Regions from separate parts of the Mus musculus genome. Here region 1 is linked to region 2. The links are chromatin contacts, called in public Hi-C maps. All regions are on one chromosome and are shown on one strand. Each heading gives the region's core, a stretch centred on a gene start, on an enhancer-like site or on the middle of the called end of the contact. The rest is flanking DNA. Distances are from core to core; before and after follow the strand shown. Region 1 overlaps Armh3 (armadillo-like helical domain containing 3). Region 2 overlaps Armh3 (armadillo-like helical domain containing 3).

Region 1 (6,786 bases), core at 2,219-4,718, 140 kb before region 2:
GGTCCAACTCAGCTTGTCAGGCTTCCCTGCAGGTACCTTTCCTTGCTGAGCCATCTCCTGACTCTATTAGAGTGGATGGCGACCAGAGAAGAACATTTAGTGTCTTTACTATTTGCCAGCTGTGTTATTTTGGGCAAGTAAAATTCATATAAGATTATGACAGTGCTTATTCTATCTGATTATTGTAAAGAATAAATGCAGAGTATTTAAAGCACAGAGAGTAGTGCCAAGTGCATAGTAACTTCTCAGGAGTGTTATCTTAATGTATATCACCTCCCACAAGACCGAAGCAGCGCTCTGAGGATAAGGAGGACTAACTGAAGACTTCCACATCCAGGAATTAAAAGAGCAGCAGCGACGGCATGTGCTCTTCCGTCTCAGTGAAGGCTTTCGGGGAGACGGCTTCAAGAACACAGGCCTAAACGGGCAGCAGTGGCAAAGGCAGGTAGCTCTCTGAGTTGAGGCCAGTTTGGTCTACAAAGTGAGTTCCAGGGTGGCCAGGGCTACACAGAGCCCTGTCTTGACTCTCCTCCACCCCAAAGAAAACTAAGCAAAACAAAAACCCAACCCAAACAAACAAATAGAATCTGGATCTACTCTGTTTTCATTTTGAGGAAAGACTTGGAGTAACTGGCCATAACTGGATGGTTAGCTCAGTTGGTTACAGCATGGTGTGAATAGCCACAGAGACGGAGTGCGGATGACGTTCCATACTTGTTTACCAGTCTTTGGGCTGGAAGTAGGGGAATCTGTTTTCCATGCTAATAAGAGGACCTGTGCCGAGGAAGCCTGTGAAAGTAAGCTAAGTCCACGGGCTGGAGAGATGGGAGGTAGCTTGAAAAGGAAGAGTGGCAGAGGTTGCAAAGCCTGCATCTTCTTAGTGATGTGTGTGGTGGGTCTTGCAATAGACTAACTAAACATAACTAAAGATCTTCTTTCTTCAGTGTTAGGAATAGAACTCAGGCTCTCTTTGAAATGAGTCGTCTCTCTTGGGTGTTGAGTGAATGGGTCACAGCAAAATTGTCTCCTCTGAGAACCACTGACTTGGAATGATAAAAACGACCATGAAAAGTTGACTTTTTTTTTTTTTAAGACTTATTTAATGTGAGTACACTGTTGGTCTTTTCAGACACAACAGAAGAGGTAGGTCATTGGATCCCATTACAGATGGTTGTAAACTACCGTATGGTTGCTGGGATTTGAACTCAGGACCTCTGGAAGAGCAGTCAGTGCTCTTAACTGCTGAGCCATCTCTCCAGCCCCATCTTGTTTGTATTTTGAGACAGGCTCTTGACATGTAGCTCAGGCTGATCTTGATCTGGCAGTGACCCTCCTACTTCAGCCTTTTGAATGTTGCAGTTACAGACACGCCATGTAATCCCTGATGTTGTGCATACCTATGCCCATGTGTCATTTTTTGATGCAGGTCTCTCACTGAATGTGAGGTGGTTCAGCTCCCAGTATTGGGAGTATAGGTGCTCGAACTCATTATGTAGCTGAGGATGACTTGGAACACTTGTTGTTTTTTTTTTTTTTTGGTTTTTTTGAGACAGGGTTTCTCTGTATAGCCCTGGCTGTCCTGGAACTCACTTTGTAGACCAGGCTGGCCTCGAACTCAGAAATCTGCCTGCCTCTGCCTCTGCTGGGATTAAAGGCGTGCGCCACCATAGCCCGGCAACACTTGATTTTCTTGCCACCAATTAATGTTGGAATTACAAGCGTGTGCCAGGAGCCCAGTTTAGATGAGCCCTTCTTAAGCTTTATAGAATTTCTGGAATAGGGTTTGTTAATCTCATCATTCACTCTTGGCATAATGGGGTGGGTACTTCATTGTTGGAGAGGGTTTCCTGTGCATTGTAGAATGCTTAGCAATACCCCTGGTCTTTGGACTCTCTCCAGTAGATTCTATTGATATTTCTCTGGGTTAGGACAACCAGAAATGTCTCTAGACATTGACAAGTGTCTTCTGGGGCAGTTAGGATCCAGTGATCTGGAGTGATTGTTAAAAATGTAGGACTCGGGCTGGTGAGATGGCTCAGTGGGTAAGAGCACCCGACTGCTCTTCCGAAGGTCCAGAGTTCAAATCCCAGCAACCACATGGTGGCTCACAACCATCCGTAATGAGATCTGACTCCCTCTTCTGGAGTGTCTGAAGACAGCTACAGTGTACTTACATATAATCAATAAATAAATCTTTAAAAAAAAAAAATGTAGGACTCCCTCTTCAGCTGTGGATAGCCAGATAGACAGACTGTACCTCAATAGAGGAAAATGTAGACTCCTAGTCTTTATCTTAGCAGTCTGATTCAGTAGTGGGAAGGGTTAGGAGTCTATATAGTTAGGAGGTACTTTAGGGGAATCTAAATCAGGGAATCATCGCTCTGTAGTACTGAATGTACTCTCAGACCTGTACTTGAATTATTCCCCATTTCATCTTTCTCTTCTTGGTTTATAGTGTTTGATGTGAACTTGACACAAACTAGAGTTATTTGAAAGGCGGAAACCTTAATTGAGAAAATGCCTCCATAAGATCTAGTTGTAGGGCCCTTTCTCTCTCTCTCTCTCTCTCTCTCTCTCTCTCTCTCTCCCTCCCTCCCTCCTTCCCTTCCCTTCCCTTCCCTTCCCTTCCCTTCCCTTCCCTTCCCTTCCCTTCCCTTCCCTTCCCTTCCCTTCCCTTCCCTTCCCCCCTTCCCTTCCCCCTTCCCTTCCCCCTTCCCCCTTCCCCCTTCCCCCTTCCCCCTTCCCCCTTCCCCCTTCCCCCTTCCCTTCCCTTCCCCCTTCCCTTCCCTTCCCCCTTCCCTTCCCCCTTCCCCCTTCCCTTCCCCCTTCCCTTCTTCCCCCTTCCCTTCTTCCCCCTTCCCTTCTTCCCCCTTCCCTTCCCCCTTCCCTTCCCCCTTCCCTTCCCCCTTCCCTTCCCCCTTCCCTTCCCCCTTCCCTTCCCCCTTCCCTTCCCCCTTCCCTTCCCCCCTCCCTTCCCCCTTCCCTTCCCCCTTCCCTTCCCCCTTCCCTTCCCCCTTCCCTTCCTTCCTCCCTTCCTTCCTTCCTTCCTTCCTTCCCTCCTTCCCTCCTTCCCTCCTTCCCTCCTTCCTTCCTTCCTTCCTTCCTTCCTTCCTTCCTTCCTTCCTTCCTTCGTTTCTCTTCCCCCACCCTCACTCCCCTCTCCCCCAAGACAGGGTTTCTCTGTGTAGCCTGGTTGTCCTGGAACCCAGACCAGGCTGGCCTAGAACTCACAGAGATCCACCTGACTGCCTTTCCAGAGCTGGAATTAATGGTGTGTGCCACCATGCCCACCTGTAGGCTATTTTTTTAATTAGTGATTCTTTGGAGAGGACCCAGCCATTGTGGGTGGTGCCATCCTTGGGCTGGTGGTCCTGGGTTTTATAAGAAAGCAGGCTGAGCAAGCCATGTGAAACAAGCCAGTAAGCAGGTTCCCACTGTGGCCTCTGCATAGCTCCTGATGCAGGTTTCTGTTCTGCTTGAGTTCCTGTCCTGACTTCCTCAATGATGGACTGTGCAGTGTAAGCCAAATAAACCCTTTCCTCTCCAAGTTGCTTTTGGCCATGGAGTTTCATTACAGTGATAGTAACCCTAAGACAATGTCTTTCCATTTATAATCAAGTTTGGTGGATAATTATGCCCAGAGGACTAAATTTGCTCAATTAACATTGCAGCAGTGAGTTAGTTAGTTAGTTTGTTTTTGTTTCCAACTTGACACAAGCTAGGCTCATCTGAGAAGAGGGGACTTCAACTGATAGAATGCTTCCTTCAGATTGGCCTGTAGGCAAGTCTAGGGGACACTTTCTTGATTGATGGATGATTGGTGTGGAAAGGCCCAATCCACTGTGGTCTCCACTATCCTGGGCAGATGTCCCAGGCGCTATAACAAAGTAGGCTAAGCAAGCCATGGGAGCCTGTTAATGAGTATTGTTCTTTCATGATCCCTGCTTCAACTCCTGCCTCTAGGTTCCTGCCTTGAGTTTGTGCCCTGACTTAATGATGAACTATAAGCTGTAGGCTGACATAAACTCTTTCCTTCCCAAGATGCTTTTGGTCATAGTCTTTTTCACAGCAACAGAAGGCAACCTAAAACGTGCATAAAATTGGGCATAGTGGTGCATGCTTGTCATCTCAGCACCTGCATGGTGGAAGCAGGAGGATTAGCCGTTCATAGTTACCCACAGTTTGAGTCAGCCTGGGCTGTAAGAGATCCTGACTTAAAAAATAAGTTAGTGTGATGTCATCTTTTAAGTAATGTTTACAAGGGATTGGAGAGATGGCTCAGTGGTTAAGAGTACTTGTTGCAGCCAGGCATGGTGGCACATGCCTTTAGTCCCAGCACTTGGTAGGCAGAGGCAGGTGGATCTCTGTGTTCGAGGCCAGCCTGGTCTACAGAGTGAGTTCCAGGACAGCCAGGGCTACACAGAGAAACCCTGTCTCAACCCCTCTAACCCCCCAAAATTTTGCTTAACCCTTACTGACACCAGAGTGACGCATTCCTGGGATCTCAGAAGGTTTTCTTGTGCTTCTTTGCTACTGTCTCCCTGCTGCTGTCCCAGCTCTGTCACTGTAGATGAGTTTTGTCTTTTGATCTTACAGAAATGGAATCAGCAGGCTGTACTCTTCTATGTAGCATTTCTGTGAAGGTTAACTGCTGTTTCATGAATCACTTTTTACTTGTTTGTTTTTGTGTGATTTTTTTGTTTTGTTTTGTTTGTTTGTTTGTTTGTTTGTTTGCTTTGAGACAGGGTTTCTCTGTATAGCCCAAGTTGTCCTGGACTTACTCTGTAGTGAGCCCAGGCTGACCTCAAAGCCAGAGATCTGACTGTCTCTGCCTCTCCAGTCCTGGAATTAAAGGCTTGTGACATCATTCTTCCCAACCCTGGCTGATTTATTTACTTTTATTTTATATGCATTGGTGTTTGCTTGAATGTATATATTCCTGTGTAAGGGTGCCAGATCCCCTGGAATTGGAGTTTCAGACAGTTGTGAGCTGCCATGTGGTTGCTGGAAATTGTTCCAGGGTCCTCTAGAAGTCCACTGGCCATCTCTTTAACCCCCATGTTTCATGTATTATTAATGTCTTTTAATTTTCTGTATATTAAATTGTATGACTGTATTATAATTTTTCCATTTTCTGAGATACTTTTAATAATAATTATTCGAGACAGGAATTCTCTGTGTAGCCTTGATTGTCTTAGAGCTCATTCTTCTTCTTTTTTTTTTTTTTTTTTTTTTTTTTTCCAAGACAGGGTTTTTCTATATAGCCCTGGCTGTCCTGGAACTCACTTTATAGACCAGGCTGATCTTGAACTCAGAAATCTGCCTGCCTCTGCCTCCCAAGTGCTGGGATTAAAGGTACAAGCCACCATCGCCCAGATAGTTTTTATATTCTATGTATGCTCATGTGTTCGAATGTAGGTTTGTTCATGTGAATGAAGGGTCTCCGTTCGTTCCGCCTCCAAGTGCAGTTTGGGTGCTGGAGCCCAATCTCAGGACCTCTGCAAGAGCAGCATCAGTTCTTATGACTGAGCCATCTCTTAAGCCTCTCTGCTGAGAAATATTTCAATACTCTTTTTAAAGAATTTTAAATATTTATTATGTGTAAGTGTACCCATAAGTATATATGTGCACACATGAGTAGTTACTTGCTTGCTGAGGCCAAAGAGTGTGGGCCAGAAGGCAGCATCCGATGTCCTGGAACCAGAGTTGTAGGCTGTTGTGAGCCTCCTGTTTGAGTTCTAGACATCAAACTCTGCAAGAGCAGCAAGCTCTTCTAATGACTGAGCAGTTTCTCCAGCTCCCTTAAAACTTTTTACAAATTATTACATTTACTGCGTGAGTGTGTATTTATTTATGTGTGTTGAGGCGCACATGCAGAGATCAGAGAACAGCTTGCAGGAATCCGTTCCTGTGATCCCAAAATGCACCTGTCCTACTGAGCAGCTTTGCCATCTCTTGAGTTCTCTATATATTTGAAAAGCAAGGGCTAGGAATATAATTCAGTGGTGGATCACTTGTCTGTAATGTGAAAGGCCCTCCCTAAGCCAAACCAAACCAAACCTACACACAACCTAGAAGTATAAGATAACCCCTTCGAGAAACTTCACAGAAGCTTTTCAAAAAGGGTTCACCCTAATGTAGGCTCTGGTGTTTCTGTCTGAACCTGTTTGTGTGCTCAGACCTTGGGTTTATTGTACCTGACCTTCTCTCCATCTTCAACACTTTCCCCCAAGGTTCAGGAGGCTGGTTTCCTCCTGTTATTTAAGTCTAGTGTCTTATTTAGGGTTTTATTGCTGTGAAGAGACACCATGACCAAGGCAACTCCTACAAAGGAAACATTTAATAGGGCTGACTTACAGTTTCAGGCACACATAATGCTGGAGGATCAAGAATTCTACATCTTAACCCCAAGGCAGCCAGGAAGAGACTGTCTTCTGCAGGCACCCGGAGCTACCTTCGCACTGGAGCCTGCGCATAGGAGACCTCAAAGCTCATCTAAACTTAGACACATTTCCTTCAACAAGGCCACATGCATCTTCCTACTAGTGCCACTCTCCATGGCCACACATTCAAACACTTGAACCTATGGGGCCAAACCTATTCAAACCATCACACCTAGTGTCACTTTCTCATTGAGATCTTCTCTAATCTCCTAAAGTGGTCCCCTTAGGCAGTTTGTCTTCAAGGCACTTGAAGATGTCTCATCTTAATTGTTTTATCTCCTTGGATGAAAATTCTATCCACAGGTATCTTTTTTAGTCTGTATTTTGTTGCATCCTGGTGCCT
Region 2 (6,747 bases), core at 2,296-4,795:
TTCTGATTGGAGCACCATGGCCCCCTAGTGGACACCCCCTGGGACCTTTTTCATCTCAGGAAGTCTTAGCATGATTTTTGTTTTTATGTTTTTCTCTGAGTTCATTTGCACATCAGAGGCATTTGATTCTATCCTTCTGTAAGTTATTAAATCCTTCCCATGTTGGTTTCCAGGTCATAATTTTTAGCCTCATGCTTAGGAAGAGGACAGTTGTGCTTGTTCTCATGCTGTGATAAACACCGTAGCCAGAAGCAACTTGTAGAGAAAAGGGTTCATTTCATCTTACAGATTCCAGGTCACTCCCTCAGAGCAAAGTCAAAGCAGGAACTCAAGACAGGAACCAGAGGCGGAGCTGAAACAGGCCATGTGCATTGTCTTCGTGGCTTGCTCAGCTTGCTCACTTGCATGCTTTTCTCTCTCTCTTTCTCTTCCTTCCCTTCCCTTCCCCCTTCCCTTCCCCCTTCCCTTCCCCCTTCCCCCTTCCCTTCCCCCTTCCCTTCCCCCTTCCCTTCCCCCTTCCCTTCCCCCTTCCCTTCCCCCTTCCCTTCCCCCTTCCCTTCCTTTTATTTCTGTGTGTGTGTGTTTGCCTATGTGTGTATACCAGGCACATGCAGCATCCTTAGGGGCCTGAAGAGGGTGTCAGATCCCCTAGAATTGGAGACAGTTGGGAGCTACCCAGTGTGGCTGCTCGTGTGATCTGGGTTCTTTGTAAGAACAGCAATCAGTCTTGACCATTGGCATCTCTCTGGTCCTTCAGCATGCTTTCTTATACTATCCAGGACCACCCGTCCTGAGGTGGCATTGCTCTCCCACATCAATAATCACTAATCAAAGAAATTTCATTAAGGGTTGCCTAGAAGCCAATGTGCTGGAGGCTTGACACTGTAGCTTATGTCAAGTTGACAGGAATAAACCCAAGGCTGCTCACTCCTGATTAACTGGATTGTCACTGTATTCCATCTGGGACCATAGTAATGTTAATTCTTTATTTCAGAGCCATCATCAATCACTTTAATCCCAAAATTGAGTCCTATGCTGCTGTGAATCACATATCTCAACTGTCGGAGGAACAGGTAAGCCACTGCTCTCCCCAGAATGACCTTGCTGGTGGGAAGGATCAGGAAGCTCTTTCTAGTAATGGGACTCTGTTACTAAGCTTTGAGCAAAGGAAGGAGTAGGATGGTCAAACCAGGCTGGTGAGAAGAGTTGGTGCAAGATTGCTTGCTGCTTCTTTAAACCTAGTAAACCCTCCTTCCCTTGTGCCATCTGAAGGGTTTGTTTAGTTGTACAAAGTATGAGCTGAAGCTTCATGGGTCGCTGTCTTAGAGCAGGTGATGGGACATCCATTGTCACGCTCTCAGGCACAGGGATTGTGATTTCTGAAAGTCAGACATGTCCACATGATGGTGCATACCTGTAATCGCAGCACTTGGAAGGTAAAAGCAGGAGTTAGAGGTGTCCTTGGTTATGCAGTGAGTCCAGCAACAGCCTGTACTGCATGCCACCCTGTCTTAAAACTCCAACAAACCAAACAAAAGTAAGACCTGATAACTTAGAAATGAACATAAATTCCAGCCACATGAAAACCTTGAGTTCAGCTTAACATGAAGGCATTTGGCTCATTAGAGCATGAGCTTTAATTGAGAGCTCATTGAGATGGGTTTTCATTAGTGATTGTGTTCTCTTTGCCTTGAACAGTTATTTCTGGGCAGGTTTGAGTTGAGGATGCAGATAGCTTTGTACATTTGTCTTCTTGAGGCTGGTCTGATTTCCCCTTCTCAGTTAGCACTTGTGCTCAGCTCTACACCATGTAAAAGTACAGATGGGATTCAGCCTGGCATGGAGTTGAACCCTGCTTCATCTGAGTTCTCTCTCTCTCTCTCTCTCTCTCTCTCTCTCTCTCTCTCTCTCTCTCTGTCTAAATAAGAGTCTTTATTAGAGTATAGCTTGATAAGTGTATAGCTTTATATAAATCTGCTGCTACAAAGAAAAAAAGACATAAAGCCAGGCTCATATAGCCTATGTTGGGTGTATGATTTTAGCTCATGTATATGGCTAAATTCCCTGTGTAGCTGAGGATGACCTTTCAGCTCCTGGCCCCCTCCTATACCTCCCAGTGCAGGAATGCCCCACCTTGCTCTTTCATTTGGGCTTTCGAGTCTTACACGCTGCTGAGGTGATGTCTTATTTGGGTAAAGCGCTCGCTGCCCAAGCATGGGAGCCTGAGCTCAGCCCCCAGCGCACACATACAAAAGCGAGGCGTGCCTGTAACTCCAACATCAAAAAGGCAGAGGTGTGTGGGTTCTCGGAGCCTGCTAGCTAGGCAGTCTAGTTAAACAGGTGACCTCTAAGTTCAGTGAAAGACCCCGACATACACATACACACACCACATACATACACACACACACACACACACACACACACACACACACACACACACACACACACACACGTACTTACATACCTGAATCTCCTTTTTTGCATTTCATCCTTCTAAGTTGGAAAAGCCAAGGAATAAATTCCAAACCTTGTATTTTCTGGTCTCCTTTTCTTGCCAGTGCATCCTTGTAGCACTTCTGAGTTTCTTAACTGACAGGACCAGCTAGCAGCTATTTTGTGACCATGTGTTCCAATGTTCTTGAAAGGTATTCAGTTCACCCAGTGAGGCAGCAGGCAAGCTTTTTTTTTAACAGAGCCTTCTCAGTTCTCCCTCCAGCAGCTCTCTGCAGCCAGGTGAATGGAACTCTATTGATCGATCTGTCAGTTGTTTCCTATTCAATATTTGTTCTCTTTTGTGACGCCAGCTGTGTGACTCCATCCTCACACTTAAAAAGCTGCCTTTATGAGTGGCTTTCATTCTCTTTTTCCTCTGCCTGTGGAGCAGAGCAGATTCCTGTTCTTTGCTGTTGGAGCTGTCTGTGTCATTTTCCTGCAGAACGCCTGTGTATTCTGTTCTGTGTGTTAGGGAAGGAGATGGTCCTCCTACCACTGTAAGCTTTGGGCAGCCTGAAAGCCATGCAGCAGCTTGGGAGGACAGCTGACATCGTTCTCCAGAGGTAGCAGCCACCAGCCAATGATAATTTAAAACAAAACAAAGCAAAACAAGACAAAAAACAAAAAAAACAAAACAAAACAAAAACCATGTGGTGCATGAGAAAAATCAGAAAAGGGAAAATTGACAAGCTGTCTCCTCATCCTCTTTCACCTCCACTCAAGGTTTAAAGTGATGCTAAAAAGTGGTCCTTGGATCCACAAGCCAGAATCGAGGAAAGGAACTCAGGTTACTCACCCATAGGGAAGAGGGCTGGGGATGGATAGGTGCCTGTGAGTGCTTATCTAGCATTCATTCCCCAGCACAGCCAACAGGAGGGGTCCTCGGTGATCTATTTACTGTGTGACAGTTACATGCTGTGACAGAACGCAGGGCAGTGAGGGTCACTGGTGACAAGTCCACGTGGAATCTCTGCAGTCCTGGTTATTGTGCGCTTGCTCGCTAGCTAGCTCGCTCGCTCGCTCGCTTCCTGTAACAGTACTGTTACCCCAGCACTCTGCTCTCAGAATGGTGGTTTCTCTTCCCCAACTGCCTCTGAAGGCTTCTAAATGAAGGCCCTTTTCCTCCCCCTCCCCCTTCTCCCTCCCTCTTCCTCTGTAGCAACAGCAAGTGAACTTGTTTTTTATCAGGTTAGAGTTATTTGACTACCTTGCCTGTCTCCAACACGTGGAGTACTTCTCTCCTGTTACTTATGAACTTTAATCCTAATGTCACAAAGTCAAAAGGATTTCCAGCTTCCCAAAGAGCTGGCTTTCAGGGCAGTGAGGCCCTGCAGCTGTTAGCAGCTACATTAGTAGAGAGGGGGGGTCGGGGGCAAAACAAAACAGGATTTTAATCTTTAGTAGATTCTAAAATACTTCTAAGATAAAACCTAAAGCCTGTTAATAGGCATTAGCTGGGGTTTATGGCATTTAGTAAGTTAGGCAGACAGGACAGGCTCTTTGTTAGCTCTGCCTGCCAGCTTTCCATTTTGTTCCTAGAAAAGATTTGTGAATTCTTTTTTGGGTGATGGAAACAGGGTTTTTCTGTGTGACAGTCTTGGCTGTCCTGGAATTCGATTTGTAGACCAGGCTGGCTTCACAGAGACCTGCCTCCCTCTGCCTGTGGAGTACTGGGATTAATCCTTTTTTAAAAAATACAGGGTTAGCCTAGTCTAACCTGGGACTCACTGTGTAGCCCAGGCTGGCCTTCAGCTCACAGAATCCTCTTGCTTCAGCCTCCCAGGTGCTGGCATTATAGACAGGAGGCCACCATTGCCACCTAGTTTTGTGAGGATTTTTGAAGATTTATTTATTTTTATAAGTTTAAATGTTTCATACATACTAGGCAATGTAGAACATTGTTGTAATCCCTACTGGGTGTAATGGTATCCTCCTTTAATACCAGAGGCAGGTAGATATCTGAATTTGAGGCCTGCCTAGTCTACACAGTGGTGAATTCTAGGACACCCAGAGCAACATAACAAGACCCTGTCTCAAACAAAACAAACAAAAGGGAGTGTGCTACCAATAGTGAAACTATGAGGTATAGTTATTCCTAGAACAGTTGGAGAAAAGTTACTCTCCAGGCTTATTGTCTACCCTCAACTGAGATTTAGCTCCTGTCTCTCTCCAGTGTAGCTCGGTAGTAAACATTCATGCTTATCTCGTAGAAACTGGAATTCCTTGGTCAAGGAATAAGAACCTTGAAAAGGATAAATCTATGATGATGTGACTGTTCTTCATGCCTGTAATCCCAGCATGCAGGTGGATGGTTGTTGAAGGTCAACCCAGGCTGTAGAGTGAGACCCTGTCGTAATGCATGTCAGCAAAAGAACTTTGTGACTTGAAGAGCTTTGTGTTGGCTTTGAGTCTTTTCTTTCTCACCACTACTTTCCTTGGTATTCATTTCTAGAACTCGGGCCTAGGACACAGAAAGAGCAGCTGCAGACCACTGGCCTTTTAATGAGTTGTCTGCTCCCTCACTACTGCCCTGGCCCCAGTTTTCATTCCCATAAGGTATTGAGTCGAACAGCCTATGTCTCCTTGGGACATTTCAGGGACTACTTTATCTGTACTAAATAAATGTGGGTTGAAGGCATATAATGGAAGCCCCTTCCTCCTGTACTGCAGTTAAACCCAGTGGTTCACACATTTAGTTAAGCAAGTGTTCTGTGATTGAGCTACATTCCCCAGACCCCCTTTCTAGTTTTTATCTTGATAGAGTCTTACTAATTTGCTCAGACTGTTCTTTAACTTGCTGTGTAGCTCAGGCGAGCTGCAGGCCTCCTGGCGCCCGGGTGTACATGCCTGTGCCGGCGGATCCCACTGATGTCTATGAAAAGTCCTTGGGGGCTGGAGAGGTGGCTCTGACTGCTCTTCCAGAGGACCCAAGTTCAACACCTACCTCACAACTACCTGTAACTCCAGTTCTAGGGGATCATGTACCCTTTTCTGGCCTTTGTGGTTAGCAGGCTGGCATGTGGTACATATATGCAGGCAAAGCACCCATACGTATAAAATAAGATAATTTTAAAGAGAGAGACTACAGCTGATGTTACACCATCAGCTGTTTTGTTTTGCAGGGCTCTGCAGTTGTCGTGCTCAATAGACAGAGAGGAAAGAAGAGCTTAACTCAAAAGAGGAAGGATACGGTTAGATAATAGAGAGGCATAAATTGGAAAATAATACTCAAAACTAGGACCTGAACAAGTCAGGAAGAATGGAGAATTCTAGAGTTTTTGAATGTCATGTCCTTGGGTCACAAAATGGTCTGAAGCTTTGTGGAACATAATAGCTCTAATTCCAGCACTTGGGAGGCAGAGGCAGGCAGAGCTCTGTGAGTTGGAGACCGGCCTTATTTCTACCCCACCCACCAAAAATCATCTAACTCAATTAGGCTGCCTACCACAGCCACGTGGTCCTTTACCTTTTTTTTTTCTTTTCTTTTCTTTGGTCCTTTACCTTTTTTTAAAAAAAAAAGATTTATTTATTTTTATGCATATGAGTACGCTATAGGTGGACAGATGGTTTGGAGCCTTCATGTTGTTAGGAATTGTATTTAGGACTTCTGCTCGCTCCGGTAGGCCCACTTGCTCCAGTCAACTCTGCTCACTCAGTCCCGAAGATTTATTTATTATTCTACATAAGTACACTGCAGCTGTCTTCAGACGCACCAGAAGAGGGCATCAGATCTCATTACGGGTGGTTGTGAGCCACCATGTGGTTGCTGGGAATTGAACTCAGGACCTCTGGAAGAGCAGTCTCAGTGCTCTTAACCACCGAGCCATCTCTCCAGTCCCCGGTCCTTTACCTTTAATCTGAGTCTTGCCCTTGCTCTTTCTGTTCCATGTGTGTCCTCATGGAGACTCCTCATGGTACATCACCTGCCTCCTGGTGACTTTCTTCTCCTCCCGGTCCCTCCATTTGGTCTCTCCACACCTTCTCCCCACCTTCCCCTCTGGTCTCTATGGGACTCTCAGATAGGTGCCTGTCCTTTCTTGCCCAACCATAGGGTGATAGTTCTTTTTTTTTTTTTTTTTGGTTTTTCAAGACAGGGTTTCTCTGTGTAGTCCTGGCTGTCCTAGAACTCACTCTGTAGACCAGGCTGGCCTCGGACTCAGAAATCCGCCTGCCTCTGCCTCTGCCTCCTGAGTGCTGGGATTAAAGGCGTCCACCACCACACCCGGCTGGCTGATAGTTCTTGATTAACCAATC

Evidence for each region. A called contact is a pair of places that touch in the nucleus more often than the background predicts.
Region 1: a contact with region 2 is called in a Hi-C map of bone marrow-derived macrophages, with 36 read pairs. The contact joins two enhancer-like sites. A contact is called at or near these places in 2 of 484 Hi-C or Micro-C datasets (bone marrow-derived macrophages and nephron progenitors), 13 of 115 datasets of contacts at active chromatin or transcription factors (the NIH/3T3 cell line, acute myeloid leukemia, bone marrow-derived macrophages and 8 more) and 3 of 9 other capture datasets (embryonic stem cells, liver and pancreatic islet).

The regions. Positions count from the first base shown.
Region 1 is chr19:45,981,258-45,988,043 of GRCm38.p6, reverse strand. All of the region lies in intron 1 of Armh3 (armadillo-like helical domain containing 3), which reads left to right. Among named protein-coding and RNA genes, the nearest start is that of 4930505N22Rik, 13 kb to the left of the region's middle. Within about 2 kb of position 3,468, at least 17 of the 459 cell types and tissues checked have an H3K27ac peak or open chromatin away from gene starts, as enhancers often do. A contact at or near this core is called in bone marrow-derived macrophages and microglia, where this site is marked.
Region 2 is chr19:45,840,434-45,847,180 of GRCm38.p6, reverse strand. Armh3 (armadillo-like helical domain containing 3) reads left to right here. Exons shown (of 26, transcript NM_198296.2): 24 at 995-1,073. Among named protein-coding and RNA genes, the nearest start is that of Kcnip2, 28 kb to the right of the region's middle. Within about 2 kb of position 3,545, at least 95 of the 459 cell types and tissues checked have an H3K27ac peak or open chromatin away from gene starts, as enhancers often do. A contact at or near this core is called in bone marrow-derived macrophages and microglia, where this site is marked.